Linked DNA regions of Mus musculus: regions 1 and 3 are each linked to region 2. Evidence: chromatin contacts called from public promoter capture Hi-C data. All regions are on one chromosome and are shown on one strand. The core of a region is the stretch at or near the end of the contact, and the rest is flanking DNA. Distances in the headings are between cores, read along the strand shown. Region 1 overlaps Rlf (rearranged L-myc fusion sequence). Region 2 holds the start of Smap2 (small ArfGAP 2). Region 3 overlaps Rlf (rearranged L-myc fusion sequence).

Evidence for each region. Promoter capture Hi-C pulls out the DNA fragments that hold promoters and counts their contacts.
Region 1: a contact with region 2 is called in a promoter capture Hi-C map of neutrophils. The contact joins the enhancer-like site here to the promoter of Smap2 in region 2. A contact is called at or near these places in 10 of 39 promoter capture datasets (the C10 cell line, the HPC-7 cell line, cranial neural crest and 7 more), 1 of 15 datasets of contacts at CTCF or cohesin (the NIH/3T3 cell line), 1 of 484 Hi-C or Micro-C datasets (embryonic stem cells), 9 of 115 datasets of contacts at active chromatin or transcription factors (the 230-238 cell line, CD8 T cells, bone marrow-derived macrophages and 4 more) and 3 of 9 other capture datasets (adipose tissue, liver and pancreatic islet).
Region 3: a contact with region 2 is called in a promoter capture Hi-C map of liver. The contact joins the enhancer-like site here to the promoter of Smap2 in region 2. A contact is called at or near these places in 4 of 39 promoter capture datasets (cranial neural crest, embryonic stem cells, liver and 1 more) and 3 of 484 Hi-C or Micro-C datasets (embryonic stem cells and liver).

The regions. Positions count from the first base shown.
Region 1 is chr4:121,194,116-121,198,486 of GRCm38.p6, reverse strand. The region is part of intron 1 of Rlf (rearranged L-myc fusion sequence); the gene reads left to right. Among named protein-coding and RNA genes, the nearest start is that of Rlf, 19 kb to the left of the region's middle. Within about 2 kb of position 1,311, at least 118 of the 459 cell types and tissues checked have an H3K27ac peak or open chromatin away from gene starts, as enhancers often do. A contact at or near this core is called in the 230-238 cell line, CD8 T cells, adipose tissue and 3 more, where this site is marked.
Region 2 is chr4:121,014,258-121,019,295 of GRCm38.p6, reverse strand. It overlaps Smap2 (small ArfGAP 2), which reads left to right and starts at 2,049. Exons shown (of 10, transcript NM_133716.3): 1 at 2,049-2,547. The coding sequence starts at 2,445.
Region 3 is chr4:121,160,942-121,165,313 of GRCm38.p6, reverse strand. All of the region lies in intron 5 of Rlf (rearranged L-myc fusion sequence), which reads left to right. Among named protein-coding and RNA genes, the nearest start is that of Rlf, 52 kb to the left of the region's middle. Within about 2 kb of position 1,648, at least 11 of the 459 cell types and tissues checked have an H3K27ac peak or open chromatin away from gene starts, as enhancers often do. A contact at or near this core is called in liver, where this site is marked.

The sequences.
Region 1 (4,371 bases), core at 62-2,561, 180 kb before region 2:
CAACATACTGGACTGAGGGGGTCACACAGCAAAAGTAAAATGAAGTCAAAGAAAGCTCTTCAGTAAATGTAGAGACATAACATCACCATAAAATAAAATGTTTCACTTTACACATTAAGGAAATTCTCAAACTTGCCTGTTAACAGTGATCTGTTTCTGGGTGGTGTTTTTATGCATAATGGAAAATAGCACATATTTAAAGATACACTACTGTTATGGCAAAAGCAAGAAGCATTTTAAAATTAAAAATGAAATGAAGCTAGAAAGTATATTTATGACCTATGACAGGATCAGTATCTAAAATAGTCTGTGGAGATGGGATGGTGGACTGGACCCAGTGAAATGTAATCAGGGTGGACGAAGAAATGTAGAGCGATGGACTGTGAGTAGGCCAGATTTCTGAGCTCAGAGCAGCTGGAAGTAATGTGTAGCGGCTGTGTTAGTACAGAAGCAGCCCAGGTCCCAGATTGCCTCTAGGTACTTCCTCAGTTCAAGCAGCCAGCTGTTTTCTTCTCACTCATTAATGTCAACCCCCTCGGTCCTCATTGCTAACTGATGTTTAAATCTTAGTTCTCATCATCTTTGGAGTCCTCCCATCTCCTTACTTTTGCATTTTAAAATGTTAACCCCTGTTTCAGGGATGAGATTCAATTGCTGACTCCCGCGGAAGCTTGCCCTTTACAATATAATCACATTGCTCAGATTTAGAACTTTATTTTCAAAATAGGATTTCTCTGTGAGGCCCTGGCTATCCTGGGACTTGCTCTGTAGACCAGACCAGCCTTGAACTCAAATGATCTGCCTGCTTCAACCTACCAAGCGCTGGGATTAAACTCTCCACCTCTTAGCTAGATTTAGAATTTTATGTATTTCATTTGTTGAGAAATTAAAATCAGAATAAGATTTCTTGTGTTATGTGCAGATTTTAAAATAATGCACACACTTATCTTTAAAAAAAAATCCAGTTACCCTACGATGTTCATTTGTAATGAACAACTGACACTTGTAGTTGTTTTAGTTGGGTCGTTGTTGCTGTTGCTGTTGCTTTGGGGGTGCAGGTTCTTCTGTAGCTGGATGAGGATGACACTGAACTTCTCATCTGTCACTGACTCTCAAGGGTTGGGATGACAGGTCTGCAAACCATGGCCATCTTTTGGTACTAGGATCAAACCCAGAACAGTGAGCAGGCGAGACAGTTCTACCTAAACTGAGCCACTTCCCTGACATGACCACAGGATTGCAAAGTAGTGGGTGTCACTTAGCACTATTGCCAGAAAACTTCCCAGAAGCAGTGACTTTCGAATGGGAGGTGGATGTGGTAAACTCTGAGGAAGTAGGCCAAATGATGACCACACTGCAGAGGCTGCAGACACTAAAGGTAGTGGAGTCGGAAGTAAAGGCAGAGTTTGGAAATAAGCATATTTATTAAAGCGATAGTAGGTTTGTGAGTTCTGAGTAGACATACAGAATAGTGATAAAACATGGGTATTGGAGGCAGGTGACTAGTTCAGATTAAAGCGTAAAATCTGTCCGTCCCCCCCCCCCCCTTTGGCTCTTCAAGGGGGTTTCTCAGTGTAACCATCTCTTGCTGTCCTGGACTTACTTTGTAGACCAGGCTAGACTCGAATTCACAGAGATCCACCTGCCTCTGCCTACTGAGTGCTGGGATCAAAGGTTTGCACTACCACACCCAGCTTCTGCTTTCTTATTTAAAAAATGAAGTAAAGGTCGGGGATATAGATCAGCGGAGGATGGAAATGACAAGGAAGTCTCTCTGTGTCTCTTTTAAATCAGCTGAAGGGTTGGATGTGGCTCAGTTTGTACAGTGCTTACCTACTGTATATGAAGCTCTGAGTTTGGACCCCTACCCAGTAGCTCATAAAACAGTTCTATAGTCCCAGTCTTTAGAAAGTGGATCAGAAATTCAAAGTCATTCGTGCCTAAATGGGAAGCCTGACACTGGCTAGAGACACTTTTTTTTTTTTTTTTTTTTTTGGCTGTAGCTAATGTGGAAAGTGTGAGTTGGTTACAAGTAACAACACAAGGTGAAAGAGCTGCGGTTTCACCTAGCCACTTCCTCATTGTAAGCAGGCAGCTGCTAGGCAAGGCCTAACATGCTTGAAGCTCTAGGTTCTACTCCAATCTTCCTCTCCCTCTCCTCCTCCTCCTCCCCCCTCATACACACACACACACACACACACACACACACACACACAGAGAGAGAGAGTAGCCTGTGGGCCTAGCATGCTTGGATATACTTAAACTTAGGTGCCATAAGAGCCTACTGTACATCTCAGCTATATATTGTATCTACCTTATTGCTGCTAGGCTCTGAATTTTGTGCATCAAGTTACTATACTAGATACTGTTGGCAACTTGCAACACATCATTAGGCATCTATGTTTCTAAATAAAACCAAACATGGAAAGGTATAGTAAAAATAATAGACAATAGAACATTTTCTGCGCTTTTCTTTTTTTAACTAGAATCCAATTTTATTCAGATCAGCACTGTCCAACAAAATACTGTCTTAATTTATGATCTGAGTTCTGGAGTGTCAGAATAAATTATGGCATACTTTGAAAGCCACAAGACATTAATTTTATAATAAAAAATGGAAGACTAATACTTTTTCAAAATATGCTGTAGAGGCCTGGAGAGATGGCTCATTGGTTAAGAGTTCTTGCTGCTCTTGCACAGGACCTTGGTTTATTTCCCAGCACCCACACCGTGACTCGAAACCACATGTAACTCCAGTTCCAGGGACTCTGAATCCCTTTTCTGACTGAGCATGTACACAATACACATACATACGTCTAAGCACGCACTCAGGATTTTTGAGACAGGGTTTCTATGTAGCTCTGGCTATCGTGGAACACACTATGTATGTACATCAGGCTGGTCTTGAAGTCAAAGCTCAACCTGTCTCTGCCTCCCCGAGTGCTGAGATTAAACTCACATTCCTCCGTGCCTGGTTCAAAATTTAAAAAAAAATTTTTTTTGTAAAGATAACCATTAAGGATATACTCTTTTCTTTCTTCCTAATCCCAGCACAGGTCATTTTTGTTCTGGGGTTCTGGCTTTTAGGATCCTCCAAATAATTTATAGTCTCTACCCTTGTTTTTGTTTGCACCTTTGTTTTATTGATTTAACTTAAAAATTGTATTTATCTGTATGTAAAAATGTTTTGCTTGCATGTAATCTGTGGTTGGTACCTGTACAGGTCAGAAGATGGATGGCATCAGATCCCTTGGAACTGGAGTTTCAGATGACTTATATGTACTGAGACGTGAACCTGGGCCCTCCAGAAGAGCAGCCAGTGCTCTTAATCTAGAAAAGCAACCTCTCCAACCCTTTTTACTCTTTTTTTAAACATTGTCTATTTTGATTAGTTTTAATTATGTAAATTTGTAGGTCTCTGCATGGGTATGTAAATAAGAGTGCTGATGCATGAGAGGCAGGAAAGGGGTGCTGGGGTTTTAACTGCTCAAGGTCAGCTGCAGGGAGCAGGTGCTGGGATTATGAATTTGAGTCCTCAATAAGAGCCTGGTGTGGTGGTGGGTGGTGCACTCTTTAATCCCAGCCTTCAGGAAACAAAGCCAGGTGGATGGATCTCTGTGAGTTTGAGGCCTGCCTGGACAGAACATGTTCCCTGACAGTCAGGGCTACATAACAAAGAGACTCTGACTCAAAACAAACAAGAGCAGTATGTATGCTCTTAGTGGGCTCTTGTAAATTAAATAATTAATTAATATGTTCCTGTGGCAGGTTCCCTACTCACCTCAATGCTTTATCTTCCAGAATGAAAGACACACACACACACACACATTGGGCCACTGTCTAAACTTCACTACCTCCTGCTGATAATTCCAAGTTACTACTTACTACATTCTGTATTGTATCTTGGCTGCCTTGGACCCCACTGGACTGCGCTCTTGTGGCTCCTTCACGTGGCAGCTATCCTTTGTCCTGCACTCCTCTCAGGCATGGGGAATCTCCTTTCCTCCACATTCTCCCAGCCTGGCAGATCTCCTTCTCCTCCTCCTGGAAGTCCTGCCTCTGTCTGCCCTGCCCAGCCATTGGCTGCTGGCATTTTTATTAACCAATCAGAACCAACTGAGATCAGGGTCCTTTCATGTCTTACATGCAGACATGTACAGGTCCCCAATTTTGGGGGACCCAAATTGACATTAGAATACAAGCAGCAGTAGGCCAACTCCACTACATTTCCCCCTTTTGTCCAGTTAAAATGGCTTTTTTTTCTCTCAGATATACATTGAACATAATTTTGACAATTATGTAAATTATAAGGTACAGCATACACTTACAATGTCTAGTACATTATCTTTGTCAATTTAAAGTATTCTATTA
Region 2 (5,038 bases), core at 800-3,299:
GCCAAAGCCACACAAACAGAATTCAAATTTTGGATCTCAGCCCAGGTGATCTGACCTCATGGTATATGTGCCTCGTCTCCATACTGTGCAGCCAAATGGAAGGAAATGAGAAGCTGTCAAAGGCTTTTTCAACGGGTGAGCATGGTTAAGTGAGATCCTCGTACAAGAGGAGTCAGGTGGAGCAAAGCCACCCGTGAATGACTCCAGCGCCAGAAAATTGGATGCCCTTTTCCTGGACTCCAAGGGCACCTGATCTGTTATGTGCAGACCCACATATAGACACACATACACATAGTTAAAAATTAAAACTAAATCTTAAGGCCAACATATTGCAATGCCTCTAATCCTAGCACTCAGGAGGCAGAGGCAAGCAGAACTTTGTGAGGTCAAGGCCAACCTGGACTACAGAGTGAATTCAGGCCACCCAGGGCTATATAGGGAGGCCCTGTCTCAATAAAATCAAATAAAAATTTAAAAACGACTAAGAGAATATCAAATCTGATGGACCTGTCTTAGGAAAATACTATATGAACTTGGACGTTTATGAAAGTAAGTTCTTTGAGACTTCACTGGAATGAAAAGGTTTGGAACAGGAATAAATTATTCTGATTAATAATGTAACAAATATTTTAATTTCCCTTTATAATATATAAATATTATATATTACAATATATAATAAATAAATATATAATATAAACATTTTGAGGGGAGCCTGGTCTTGGGAGAAAGTAGAGATGAACAAGACTGCTGTCTTAGAGGCAAATAAACACTTTGTCTTGCTGGCCTCCCTGGTCTATTACTCTAGCCTTCAGAAGAATCCCTTAAGAGCAAATATCAGGAAGTAGCGTTCTCTTCCCCTTTAGCACATCCTGTTTTTTCTCAGTCTCTTTTAAGAATTTGATGAGTGAAGGGACGGAATGCATACACAGGAAGATGGCCGTGGGTTCAAGACACTATTTGTAACAAGAGAGGCTTTGGAAAATAATACCTAATAACCATTTTTAAGTAGCTGCTTATTCCATGTTACCCTATAACTGGCTCTCCCCCAAACAACCTGAGAGATGGCTCAGCAGGTGAGAGAGTTTGGTAATCTCTCATAGGACCCTGGTTCCTTCCCCAACACCCACATCACACACCCTCATCCATCAGCTGAAACTCCAGCTTCAGGTACTGCAATGCCCTCTTCTGGCCTCCTTGGACACCTACACACACACACACACACACACACACACACACACACACGCACGCACGCACGCACGCACGCACGCACGCACACGCACACGCACACGTACGCACTCACACACGCACGCATGCACACACACGCAAGTAAAGGAGGCTAGGTATGGTGGCACATACCTTTAATCCCAGCACTTTGGAGGCAGTTCTCTGTTAGTTCGAGGCTATCCTAATCTACAATATAAAGTTCCAGGCCACCAAGGGCTACTTAGGAAGAACCTGTTCAAAAAAAAATTTTTTTTAAAGGAAAGAAAAGTTCTGCCTAGACACTAGTCAGAGCGATGCTCAAAAAGGGCAGTAGTCACAGAGAAGACTAATGTATATCAGCGGCAGGAGGCATTCCAAGTTAGAAGTGATCACGAGGGAGGGTGTAATGTCTCTTTAACTCGGGTCAGAGGGTGAGTCCTTTTGTCTCTTGAAGGAAAGACTAACCTAAAGGAGTCTGGGATAGCCACAACCCTTGTATTATATAAGGATAATAAACACACATCTTATAAAGGTTGCTGTGAAGAGCATACTGTGATAATTGATAGAAAGCGCTTAGAGCAGTACATGGCACACAGTATGAGCTCTGTAAATGTTGGTCGTTCCCTTCACTTTATTCTCTTCACTCTCCTCCCTCTCCACCCGGCTTCATTCATTCTTTTCCAAGGGCACGCAGGGGGCGTGTCCTCCCTCCCGCCGCTTCCACCTAAGCCCCGCCCCCGGCTCTTCCCGGATTGGTTCCTAGGAGGCGGAGCCAAGGGGAGAGCCCAGTGCAGCGCGGTGGGCGGGGCGCATGCGCGGGTTGGGCTGGGTGGAGGAGGAGAGGAAGAGCTGCCGGAAGTAGGCGGTGGAGGTGGCGGCTGAGCTGGTCGCAGCTGCCAGGGAAACCGAGGCGGGAAGCACAGCGGGCAGACCCTCAACACTCGGGGTCAAGTGTGCGTCCCGCACGCCTGAAGCCGGGAGCTCGCTCCACCTAGGCCACTTCTGGGGTCCCGCAGCCTCCGCGAGTCCCTGCCTTGCCCGAAGCCCGCCAGGGGGCGCCGCGCTGAGGGGCTGAGGGGCTGCGGGGCGGGGGCGCTGACGGCTCTGACCCCGGGGCTGCTCCGGGCCGGGCGAGAGGACCGCCTGGGCGGGGACCCCAAGGCCTCAGCCCCGGACAGAGGCAGGGGTTCTTGGGGGGTGCAGGGGGCGCGTCGCCCTCTGCCCCCGCCGGCACCCTGGCCATGACAGGCAAGTCGGTGAAGGACGTGGATCGGTACCAGGCGGTCCTGGCCAACCTGCTGCTGGAGGAAGATAACAAGTTCTGTGCTGACTGCCAGTCCAAAGGTAACGCATCCGGGGCGCCGGCGGGGGGCCAGCTGCGGGGCGGCGGCGTGGCGATGAGCTGCGATGGCCTGAGTGGGGAGGGGGTTCTGGAGCTCAGGGCGAGTCCTCTTCGTATGACCACGCGAGCCACCCTCGCTCATGAGCTTGCTGGGTTTCCTCGGGCTTGGGACTTGGGGTTTGGTGTGGGCGAGTGTGTGTGTGTGTGTGTGTGTGTGTGTGTGTGTGTGTGTCAGCGAAGTGGGGATGATATAGTGGGGGGTGGGGTTGCCCGGTGTGTTCAGGTGAGACTGTCTATGTTGCAGACTCTGAATGGCTTCTGGGCTCGCTGTCATGCAGAGCTGGCAGCCTTTTACTTGGCAAAGCTGTGGGTGAGCTGCAGTGTGGTGGGGGTGGCGGTGGGGGTGACGAGGAGGAAGGTGAGATGACTAAGAGAAAAACTGTCGAAATGATATTTAAAGGTGGCATTCCTTGCTGTCTGCTATGTCGTTAGCAGCTCCTGTCATTTTACCACCTTGTTGAGCTCAGACCGAGTGCTTAGGTGGCTTTCTTCACCCAGGTCGTGTGCACTGAGAAACAGCTACCTTATGCAGTGACACAGTGCGGATTTCTAGGTAGTCTAGCCTGGGTTGTGGAGGCCTCATGCGTGTGTGGTGAGCGAAACTAGCAGACCTGGACTGTAGTGCAGGACCCGTTCAAGCAGGGAGAAAAGGAAGCAAGGAATTCCCCCAATTCGTTATTTCCCTGGTGATTACACCTTTAGAGAGGAAATAGAAATTGGCCACAACCACTTAGCCTTTGTTTTCTGTGTCTGTAAAGGTTCATGCTGTGTTACAATTAAAGGTCAATATGGTAGAAAATTTACTAGTGAATTCTGTACAGCTTTGTAGGTAGGAGCAGCTATAATTGGGAGGGGGTATTTACTTTAGTTCATTTCCTGAATTTGCCATGTAGCATATGGGTATAAAGTAGTATAAAGCATTCAGATGTGTGTGTGTATTAATGTTGAGAAAAGCAATAGATACTTAGCCCATACTTCATGTGATTATGGTTTATTTTAGAGTAAGGTTATGTAAGGAGGGCGCAAGAATGATGATGCATTGATTTAGACTCCTAGTAATAAATTTTAGTGACCTCTATCAGTAGGCAAATGCAGTGAACTGTCAGCAAAGCAGGTCCCCAGACTTCTCTCGAGAATTTTTGCGTTAACAGGAGTTCAATTTATGTTGAGGAGTCGAAATTTCTTGTAGCTTGATTCTTGTTAGATCTACTGGAAGGTTTGGTTTACAGTGTAGGAGCACCTTTGGTCTACTCAAATCCTCTGATGTCCTCATTGACAATTTTAAGTCGCAGCGAGGCATCCACTGAGCAGAAACCATTGTTGATGATTTTTAGAACCGCCCCCTCCCCTGTACTCATGTTGTTTGTATGCTTACTCATCCCAATAACATATACCATGGGGAAGAGACACGTTAATTTACCAGGTCTTCCTCCAAATCTCCCATTGCCCTTTATTAATAGCCTTACTAGATATAATCAGACATAGAACTTCGTTAATTCCTGATGAGAACTAGTAACTGGGGCCTGCGATAGGGCTCAGTGAATAAAGGTGCTTGCCACTAAGACTGACAACCTGAGTTTGATCCCCAGGACTCACAGGGTAAGAGGAGAGAACCAGCTCCCATAAATTGTCTCCTGACCTCCACGTGGACTCTAGTACATACATGTACAATCTCCACAAAGTTAATAATTAAGATGTAAAAACAGACGACACCAACAACAAAGCCTAGTAGCTGTCTGCCACTGATACTAAAACCTTGGATCCTGAATGTTCTGAAGTTAGAAATTCTCTTCAACGCGTTTGCCACTATTAAAAAAAGAGATGCCCACGTGTCCATTATCTTTCAGTTCTGTCAAACAGGCTTTTGCAGAGGCCTGTTTATCTAGCTGCCGAATGTTCAGCCCTGTCTGCCGGTTAACCCCTCCTTCATTCTCTTCCTCTTTTCCACTTTCAGGTTTTGTGATGAACTCGTAGGCAGTTCTCAGAGGGTAGGAAAGAGAGATATTTGCATTAGTAGATCATGACCTGCTCAGCCCTGATAAAAAGGACCAGCAGTTGGTGGAAGAGTTAGAAGACTGTTCACTGAAATAAGATTTGAGTTTGAGTTTACTTTTCTGTTTTCCTCTTGTCCTTTTCAGAAAATTGAGAGCTCACCAGACAAGGTCTGGAGAGTTCATCTATTAGTATTTAGTGTATTGATGTTGCCTGGACTACAGACCTCTAAGTGGATACTTTTGTAATGTTCCAAAATAGCTCTTTGGCAATGAATTCTCTTTTTTAAAATTTAATATTATGTTTTAATTTATTTATTTGTGTGTGTGTGTATGTGTGTGTGTGTGTGTGTCAGAGAACAACTTCCACCATGTGGGGAATGAACTCAAATGGTCAGGCCTGCTGGCAAGCATCTTTCCTTACCCACCGAGCCATCTTGTC
Region 3 (4,372 bases), core at 399-2,898, 150 kb before region 2:
GCCAGCCAATTAGTCTAACTGGTGAGTTACCAAGCTATGAGAGATTTAGACTCACAGGAGGTTGATAGTGCTCATGAGGTTGACACCCAAAGTTGTTCTCTGGCTTCTGTGTCAAATGCACATTTTTTAAAAAGATTCAGTTCTTGCCACACCATAGATAGACACTGAACAAATATAGACTCTATAATAAGAATTCTTTGGATCTAACATGCAGTACTAGAGAGAAGCAATTGAGAAGACAAGATGGAAGATTTCAGATTTAAGGCCTGTCTTAAGAAAACAGGAGGGAAGGGTAGCACTATCGTGTGTATACATATAGATGATTGGCCTTGGATGAGGTAATACACATTTTTTAAAAGCATGTGTTTGGTTGGTTGGTTGGCTGGCTGGCTGACTGGCTGTAGTATCTGGTAAGTTCAGATACTGACCTTATACCAACTGCAGTATTTTGTGTTCAGAAAACAAATTAAGAAACAGCCATTAATCTCAGTACTTGAGACTTTGTGAGAAAAATTCAGAAGTAGCAGCAAAAGTCTAACTTTGGATTTGATTTCCTCCTCATCCTATAACTTTTCTTTAACTTTAATCATAATTTAAACCTACTTTAATTGTTATTGTATTGGGCATTGGCAAATACAGAGTTCATATAGCGTTATTTGCTAGAAACAATTATAGAAAGAAAAGTACTAAATAATATTAAGCAGCTGCTGTGTTCAATACAGAAGTAATTATGGAAACTAACCATGTAAATACCATTTACAAGCTCTGTGGAGAAGCTGGTGCCTGATTGAACCTTGAAGTAAGGTTAGATGGATAGAATGTGTTAGGAACAACTGACTTGTAATAAAAGACAGGAATTAACTTGTGCTTCCAGTAACTCACTAGTGAAGACCTTGTGTGAGCCAGAGCATGTGAGTTAAGGTCTTATAAGAAACAAGATCTGTTGGCTTGGTGAAAGGAGGTCCTCTGAAACAAATGTATTAGAGCTTAGATTGGATAAAGTTCAGACTCAGCTTTGAAGGTAACAAGTGATAAGGTATGATATTTTGGGGAAATTTGATTAAAGAATAGTGTATTAGGGTTAGGAAAAGAAATTTTGAGAAACAACAGTATTCACTGACAGGCCAGAAATAGGGACAATAAGCAAAATAGTATATGGCTTCAAAATACTCAGAATAATAGTATATGGTAGTGCACACCTATAATTCTAGCCCTCGGAGCTGGAGGCCAATGTGGCCTTCTCAGAGACCCTCAGAGGAGTGAGTAGAGGAGCCAGGGAAGTGTGGGAAGTCAGTCAGCTTATGGGTGCTTGTTGGTTTAATGGTGCTGCAGTTGAACCTTGGACTGTGCATGTGTTGAAGATTATACATGTAGCTGTCAGCTTTGTTTTATCCATGATCTTTCTTGGTTTATTAATAACAGATTAAGGAGCTGAGTTTTAACTTTGATAATAGTACTTGCCTACTACTGCTTTGCTAAGTCAGGTAAACAACTAAGTAAGTAAACAGGTTTTTCATGAAATTACATAATTGGTTCATTTGTGAGGTTGCTGAATTTGCAGGAAACCTCTGTGGGAAATGGGCCTGTTGCTGCTGTTCTACATCGTATCTGGATTGGCAGCCACACATCTGGAAAATGTGTCATGAGGCAGTCTCATCTTTGTGCCAGCTCTGTAGTGCAGTTACACAATCTGGATAACATTAACGTACTACCCACATAGGCAATGTTGCAGATGCTAGCCTTTATGCTGGCTAGTTGAAACATTCTATGACATGTGGCTCTACCTATTTTCTGTTTGTTTTGTTCTTTGTTTACCTCAGGTAACACTGAACATTCTACGTAATCTAGACTAGCTTCAAACTCTTAGTCCACTTCTCAGCCTCCCAAGTAGTGGGGTTACTATAGGCATACACCAGCATGCCTACCTGTATCTGTTTTTTGAGTGTTTTTTGAGTCTTTAGGTGCACAGTCACTCTTGGCTCTTTCCTGTCTCTGGCTGCTTTTGTGCTACAGTAGTGGGGTACTCAATACCAGAAACTGTTTGGTAAAGGCTTTGCCAAATGTTTACCAACTCTTATAATACTAAAAATTTTCAGTATTACCACCATTAAATGACAGTCTCCATGATAACAGTCCTCTCTCTATACTCCACCAGTGATGCCAAAATGGTAATGTTCCCAAAGCCCTGCGTGTATTATGCTAATGATAGTCTGAAGTCGGACTAAAAGGCAGTTCAGCTGTCTCCATGGCTGTCTTTCCTCTGTGCCGTTTATTTCCATTGAGTGGAAAAGTGATGAGCAATGTCTCCCCTGACCCTCTTCAATGTTGAGAATTGAACCCAAGAGCTTCACACATGTTAGGCAAATATAAGATAAATGTAGTTTTAAATATTTCTTGTAATTCGAATTAATTTGTTAGATTTATCAGGACAAAGACATTTATCACACAAAAATTATTTTAAAAGAAGCACTCATTTCATCTAGTTAACAATAGAATTATAAAGAGCCCTTACTTTGGAAAACTACTGGTGACTTGCTACATGTTCAGTAATTGATGTTTTTAATGAGCATATGTTCTAATATAGCATAATTTTTACTCTATTTCAACTTTCAGGAGAAGAGTTAAATTAACCTGAGGAACAGCTGGGAATAAAAGTTTTTTATATGTCAGCACCTGTGTGTATCCTAGTAATGGGTGTGTGTAATGAGAAACCTCTGCTGGGGATCATTTTGCCAAACACATACAATTAAGATTAATTGACTGGGTCATGTGAAAACCAGAATTCATTGCCAGTACATAGTTAGACAAATTAGGAACTGGGGGATCTAAATAACAGAATACCTTGGAATTTGGAGTTCCTTGTTGAAACCGTTTGTATAGAACTAAATGAGATGTCATTGGTACTAATTAAAATGTCTTTTTAATGTGTGCTAGAGCTGTACCTAACTGCATGTATTGTGCCACATGCATGCCAGTGCCTCTGAAGGTCAGATGAAAGGGTCAAATGCTCTGGGACTGGAGTTACGGATGGTTGTGAGCCACCATCTGGGCTTTGGGAATCTAACTTGAGACTTCTCAAAGAGCAGCCAGTGCTCTTAACCACTGAGCTATCTTTCTTGTCCCTAAGTAAAATTTATTAGATTACATTTATTATTTATTTATGAGTGTGTGTGCATGCACATGTGTGTACCCAGCATGTTGTTGCATGGTACTTAGATGTGAGGAGGTCAGAAGACCATTCTCTCATTCCACCATTTGTATGTGAATGGATTTTTGAGTCTTCAAGTGCACAATCACTCTTGGCTTTTTCCTGTCTCGGGCTGCTTTTGTGCTACAGTAGTGGGGGTACTCAATAGCAGAAACGGTTTGGTTTGGATGTGAATGAGATACATATTTTCTTGCTCTTATAGTTTGAAGGCACAATAACATACTTATTTCTTCTCTTGATGGAGACAAGAAAATATAAACAGGATCTAATTTACTTACCAGTCTAACTAATTCTGTTGGGAATTGACACAGTCACTAAGTATAAGTGACAAACACAGAGCAAATACATTTAAACAGGACCCAGTGGGAATTCAGTTTGGGAGTAGAAAAGTAAACAGGAGCATAGAAATTCTAGGTGTAGCTTTAGATTGAGATTTTGTTAAACAGAAAACCATCTGATCAGATTAAAGGCACGAGCTACCACTCATGGCTTTAAAATTATAATCTTAATACTTATATTTTTTCCATATGGTCATATGGGGAATTAAGTATACTCAAGAAATACACTAAGTCTGTGAAGAATTTAAGACTTAAATATTTAAGTGTTTTACTCCTAGAGTAGAGTTCTTCTAAAATAGTTTTTTGTTTGTTTGTTTTTTCGAGACAGGGTTTCTCTGTGTAGCCCTGGCTGTCCTGGAACTCACTTTGTAGACCAGGCTGGCCTCAAACTCAGAAATTCGCCTGCCTCTGCCTCCCGAGTGCTGGGATTAAAGGCGAGCGCCACCACGTCCGGCCTAAAATAGTTTTTAAGCCAAGGCTTCATGTCTGCTAGAGGGTCAAGCTACCACAGTGCTGTAACCACAGCCCCAAACAGTTCTGAATAGGCATCTTCCTAGGGTTTGATATGAGTTCGGACTTTGTTGTTGTTGTTGTTGTTGTTTGTTTTGTTTGCTTTGGGGTTCTTTGTCTTGTTTGTTTGTTTGTTTGTTTGTTTTGAAACAAGGATTTTCTGTGTAGCCCAGGCTGGTCTTGAACTCACAGAGATCGACCTGCCTCTGCTGCCCCACCCTTACTCCCTCCAGTGCTGAGATTAAAAGCTTGCACCGTGGATTAGTGTTGATGCTTTGGTTGATAGCTCATTGGACTGGAAGGATCGCTGCAGAGG